2 separate regions of the Mus musculus genome follow, and region 2 is linked to region 1. Evidence: chromatin contacts called from public HiChIP or PLAC-seq data. All regions are on one chromosome and are shown on one strand. Each heading gives the region's core, a stretch centred on a gene start, on an enhancer-like site or on the middle of the called end of the contact. The rest is flanking DNA. Distances are from core to core; before and after follow the strand shown. Region 1 holds the start of Fam76a (family with sequence similarity 76, member A). Region 2 overlaps Ahdc1 (AT hook, DNA binding motif, containing 1).

What was found. HiChIP or PLAC-seq counts read pairs in DNA pulled down with a chosen protein or histone mark.
Region 2: an H3K27ac HiChIP or PLAC-seq map of embryonic stem cells shows a contact between it and region 1, with 10 read pairs. The contact joins the enhancer-like site here to the promoter of Fam76a in region 1. A contact is called at or near these places in 1 of 39 promoter capture datasets (liver), 1 of 15 datasets of contacts at CTCF or cohesin (large pre-B cells), 8 of 484 Hi-C or Micro-C datasets (cerebral cortex, cortical neurons, embryonic stem cells and 3 more), 4 of 115 datasets of contacts at active chromatin or transcription factors (embryonic stem cells, epiblast stem cells and pancreatic cancer cells) and 3 of 9 other capture datasets (adipose tissue, liver and pancreatic islet).

Annotation. Positions count from the first base shown.
Region 1 is chr4:132,921,178-132,923,943 of GRCm38.p6, forward strand. It overlaps Fam76a (family with sequence similarity 76, member A), which reads right to left and starts at 1,374. Exons shown (of 9, transcript NM_145553.2): 1 at 1,181-1,374. The coding sequence starts at 1,261.
Region 2 is chr4:133,054,956-133,057,721 of GRCm38.p6, forward strand. Ahdc1 (AT hook, DNA binding motif, containing 1) reads left to right here. Exons shown (of 7, transcript NM_146155.3): 3 at 58-248. Among named protein-coding and RNA genes, the nearest start is that of Gm26615, 27 kb to the right of the region's middle. Within about 2 kb of position 1,331, at least 293 of the 459 cell types and tissues checked have an H3K27ac peak or open chromatin away from gene starts, as enhancers often do. A contact at or near this core is called in adipose tissue, cerebral cortex, embryonic stem cells and 5 more, where this site is marked.

The DNA of each region.
Region 1 (2,766 bases), core at 124-2,623:
GAGGTGGTGGCACATGCCTTTAATCCCAGCACTCAGGAGGCCGAGTTCAGGATTTTCTGAGTTCGAGGCCTGCCTGGTCTACAAAGTGAGTTTCAGGACAGCCAGGGCTATACAGAGAAACCCTGTCTTGGAAAAACAAAAAACAAAAATAACAACAAAGAATCATACAGCCTTAGACTGAGCAACAGTACACGACTTTAATCCCAGCGTTTGGAAGACAGAGGCAGTCAGATAGATCTCTGAGAGTTCAAAGACAGCCAGAGCTACAAGTTATATGACCCTGCCTCGGAAACAAACAAGAAAAATGTTTAGATCAAAGTTTTTATGTCCAAGGGGGCCTTCAAACACTATCTTTCGGACTCAGTAAACCCAAGTGGCTTAAGGAAAGTATGTGGGCATCTTTTTGGGGGGACGCGGGGAGGTGAACTACACACAGCGGACGGACACAGACACACATTCTGTATCTGAAATATCTGAGGATCTGTCAACGGCAACTCTGCACGAGCTTGCCGACTTAACTGTTGCTCTCTTGAACCGACGAGGTGGGAGGAAGTTATATATAAAAACGCTGGCATTTCAGGGGTTAAAAAATGCTTAGGATGAGGAGGAAGGCTACCAATTAGATGCTAAAAAGTCACCCTGTTCGTGTGTGTTCCAAGACACTGTTGGGGTACTTTTTTCATTTTCCCTAATAAAGCCTTGCCACCTCTAACTTTGAGATCGGCTGTAAAGTGCCCACGAAGTGTCCAGAGTTCAAAACACTCCTCACAAGCAGCACCTGATTCCGGGGTTCAATCTCATCCAGGACAAGGGAAATCTCTGGACCGTCATTCTACACTCAAGACGACCACATCAGAAGAGAAGGCGGTCCAAGGAAATCTTCCCGGGGGGCCAGTCGGGGACAAACAGGGGAGCTGTCCCCTCCCGCGACCTCACCAGGTCGGAGAAGAAACCCCAGCCGTTGCTAAGCACCAGGACACGCCGGCTGCCAGGGCCTGGACTCCGCCCGGGGCTCCCACAAGTACCCTGCAGTCCTCTGCGGGCCCGGCTCAGCTCGTCCGCAAAACGGGCCGGCCACACCCTGCCCGAGGGGACCCCGGCAGCCGTCCTCGCTGGACCGAGAGTTCCGAACCGCGCCTGGAGCGTCCCCAGCTCCCGGCCGCCGCCCCAGCCCGCGCACCTTGCACAGCTGCTGCCCCTGAGACAGCGCCTCGAAGGGGAAGCGCTGGTGGCACTTGGTGCAGGCGTACAGCGCCGCCATGTCCGGCCCGGGCCGTGATCGCCGCCGCCCCTCCCGCCGGCCCGCCGCTTTATCTGACAGTCTCAGGCACAACCTGGCGGCGGCGGCCGGGCCGCGGGCTGCGGAGGGCGGGCGGGCGAGGGCGGGCCGCGGGCGCAGGGGCGGGCTCTCCGGTGCTCAGAGGCCGTTCGCTGGCTCGCGTGGACGTCGATCACGCGGGAGGGGGCGGAACGTGGAGTTCCCGACGGCTCTGATTCGGTCCGGGTTGGACTACGCCACTGTGACGCTCGGGGCCGCGATTATGTAAAGCGCAGTCACGCGGGGGCGCCGCCTGAAAAGAGCGTCTTCCGAGTAGGATAGCGGAAGCCCTCGGGCTCCGCCCACCTGCCCGCTGAGGCTCCGCCCTCGCTCCGCCTCTCCGGGGGCTGCGGGAGCATTGGAGCTTCTCGCGATACTCGATGAAGTTGTGATGTTTTGGGTTGCCGTGGAGCTTCCCGCTAGCCGAAGGAGTGTGGGATTGGGGTGACAGTCGGGCAACGTCGGATTCGAACTACGAGACCATCCGGAGTTTAAACCCACTGGCAACCAAGGAGGAAAGTCTATCTTTGGAGCAGGCGGAGGGGAAAAGCAGGATATTAAATGAGTGTCCTCTATGGGCTGGAGAGAAGGCTCCGAATGCTGCTTTTGCAAAGTTTGGTTCCCAGCACCCACATCTGGAGGCTCAGATCGCCTGTAACTCCAGCTGCAGGGCTATCCCTGATGCCTCTTAACTCAGCAGGCACCTGCACTCACGTGCACTTACAAAAGATGGGCAGTTGTAAAATGGTAAAACAGTAGAGACCTGAAGCTAGAATTAAAGGCAATAGGAACACGGTGGCCATGATACTCTTGAGATCGGTTGGCTGTGTGTGTATGGAGGCCATCTGTACATGACCCAAAACCTTTAATACATTTTAGTTTGTGTGTGTGTCTCTGTGTCCCCCTCACTTAATATGGAGCTAATTGATCTGTCCGTTCTAGTGTGTGTGAGACTTAGGGATTGGTTTGATCTCTAGCACTGGAGAAAGAAAAAGAGGTAGGGCATAGGAAGTGAGAGGAAAGAAAGGAATAGAAAATATCGATGATCATTCATACAATAAACCTTTTTTAAAAGTTATTTTTACTTGTAAATGTGTTTGTGGGGCTGGAGAGATGGCTCAGCGCTGACTGTCTTCCAAGGGTCCTAAGTTCAATTCCCAGCAACCACATGGTGGCTCATAACCATCTGTAATGGGGTCTGATGCCCTCTTCTAGTGTGTGTCTGAAGATAGCAACAGTGTACTTACATATAATAATAAATAAATCTTGGGGCTGGAGCCAGCAAGGCTGGAGCCAGCAGAGGTCCTGAGTTCAATTCCCAGCAACCACATGAAGGCTCAGAACCATCTGTTCAGCTACAGTGTACCCCTATACATAAAATAAATAAATAAATCTTTTTTTAAAAATGTGTTTGTGAGTGTGCATGCCTCTGTGTATGTGTGTGTGTG
Region 2 (2,766 bases), core at 81-2,580, 130 kb after region 1:
TCCTCCGTCCATGCTCCATCTATGCTTATCTTTGGTGTGCTGTGTTTGCTTCTACAGATGGGGAGGTTGCCTGACTGTCTACCCATCGGCCTGGACCCCAGAGCCAAGCCAGCTGAGTGAGTGCCGAGGGTCCCAGGTGACCGGGGGAGTGGCACTGCTCAGGCCTCTGCAAAGACTACCCTGGAGAAGCTGATGCTGGTGGAGACAGCCCTTTCTTGCTGAGTCCAGCCTCTGCAGAGCCTGCGCAGGTAACTGTGAGCCAGTGTAACAAAGATCGCCTCTTAGCTTAGGCAGAGAGAGAGACATTAATCTAGCCTATTCGAACTCCCCATTATCCAGAGAAGGGAATAGAGGCTCATGTGGCACAGTGAGTCCCTTAGCATCCTGCCTCCTAGCCTGAGGACTCTTCCCTATGCCTCCATGACCTGGAGAACTGGGCGGAGAGATGGGTTGTGACGGTGACCAGGATTCAGGGCAGAGGTGGAAGCCAGCGTGCCTGATATATGCAGCTGACCTCCCCAGGACTCCTCTACAGAGCTGAGAGGCCATGGTAGTCCAGGTGTGATTGCATGCCCGGCAGCTGGCCGCAGGGCAGGCCATGGCAGGACCCATCTTTCTTGTGGCCCAGGTTTAGCCCACCCAGGCTCCCAGCCACAGAGGCCAGGTGGGGCTGCCCTGCCCTATAGAGGCAACTCCCTGAACTGACACATGAAGCCTCAGGCTCCAGGAAGCTCCTTAGAGTTTAGCCTGCTGGAAACCCCACCCAACTTCCAAAGGAGCATTCCTGAGGTCTGCATGGGGGTTGGGCCTCCAGGGATGGGAAGGGTGGGGAGGCAGGGCTGCAGGAGGATGTGAGGCTGTAAATGTGCTGTGCTGGGTCTGTGTGCAAGCAGGTGTGTGGGGCTCTCTGTCCTTAGTGCACAGGGTTGTGTATGCAAGAGTTACATAAGTGGCCTATGTGGGGGGAATAGTTAAGAGCTTCACATGTGTGCTGTAGTGGTGACTGCTGGCTATGGATCCTATGCAGGTGTGGGTATCCTGGGCTGTCTACCACACAGGGTACTAGTGGACCAAGACTCAAACACCCTTGGGTGGGTTTGTGTGTGCTCAGGGTTCTGAGCACAAGGTGAGGTGGCATGTGCACATGGCTCCCTTTGTGTTTTGGAGGTGGGCTGGGCAGGACTTGGGCTGCGCTGGGCTCAGCAATGCCCAGCCTTGTGGCCAAACTGCTGAAGTCACTTCCTTTTCAACAGTGACTTTCCAGGGGGAGGAGTTCTTCCGACCTGGTCGGCAGTGAGGGGCGTGGCCGAACTGGCTCTCTCTGGGGAGGGATGTGGGCGGGGGCGGGAGAGAGGTGGGAGGAGGTGCTAGTGGTACTGGAAGAGGGAGTCCTCTGGGAGACAGAAGGAAAGACAAGGACAGGAGTCTGGAAGGGCCAAGGGCAGGAGGGAATGGGGGTGGAGTGGGGCGGAAAGCACAGTCCCTGGGTGACCTCGGAGGGAGGAAGGGAGGGCTGCCAATGAGGTGACCCTCGGGTTCAGTGAGAGCTGGCAGTGGCGCCTACACACCTGGCACTCGGGGCAAGGGGCTGGCAGGGGGCGGTTCAGGAACAGACCTGCTTGCCAGGTGCCCCACTCTGGACAGGAAGAGGGTGGGCGGGGGCTGTACAAAGGAGCTCTGTGTGGCTGAGGATAGGGTAGGGTGGGGTATGCAGTGCTGTACTGTTCTGGGGTTGGGGGAGATGATGGGGGCGGGGCAGGACCAGTTCCCCTTGGGGCATCAGTGGCTCCAGGGGGACACCTAGTGGTCAGGGGAGGTAGTGCATCTTGATAACAAACTGGGGGAAAAGAGATTAGAAGTGGTAGTTGAGATAGTTGAGGAGGCCAGGGCTAGTCTGAATCTTTGGATGATGAAGCAATTTGACTTAAAGGATCCCAACAAAACCAAACTTAGGTGACAACAAAGCTGATTGGCATGGCTGTGTGTCCTTAAGGGCATGACTAAGCCTCTCTGTGTTCACATTTAAATGCAAAACAAGTGACTGGGGCTGGTGAGATGGCTCAGCAGGTAAGAGCACCCGACTGCTCTTCCAAAGGTCTAGAGTTCAAATCCCAGCAACCACATGGTGGCTCACAACCATCCCTAACGAGATCTGACTCCCTCTTCTGGTGTGTCTGAAGACAGCTACAGTGTACTTACATGTAATAAATAAATAATCTTAAAAAAAAAAAAAAAACAAGTGACTGGTCCTTCTTAGGATCTAGGGCAAGTGTCTGCTTGCTAGAAGATCTACGAATTAGGTGGGCACTAGGGGCTAAAAGGAAGGGAAGACCAAGAGAGTGAAACATGAAATTCCTGAGAGAAAGGGGGCTGGCAGTCCTGGGAGGTAACGCCTCCGTGGAGAAGAGAGGGCCTGAGGAAGGTTTCAGAGCAGCCATGTTTCCCACTGCTAAGAGCTTAAGGACATCCAGGAGCCTTCAGACTGAGGGGGCTGAGGGAAATGGGAGGGGAGTGCTCGCAGGCTGCAGAGAGGGTCATGAGGCCGGAAGTGAGAGCTGGGACTGGCAGCTTGGCTCCCCAGGGGAGGTTAGGGGTGGGTGAGAGGGGAGGAGGGCTGGGGAAGGGGTGGGGTGGTCACAGCCACAGTGGGGGAGGGTGGGGCTGGGGATCAAGGATGTGGGCTGGCGCTTCCCGGCACTCTGCTCTGCAGGTTGGGGCCCCCCTCCTAGCCAGCTGCTGTCCCTGTGGGCAAGCTCAGACACTGAC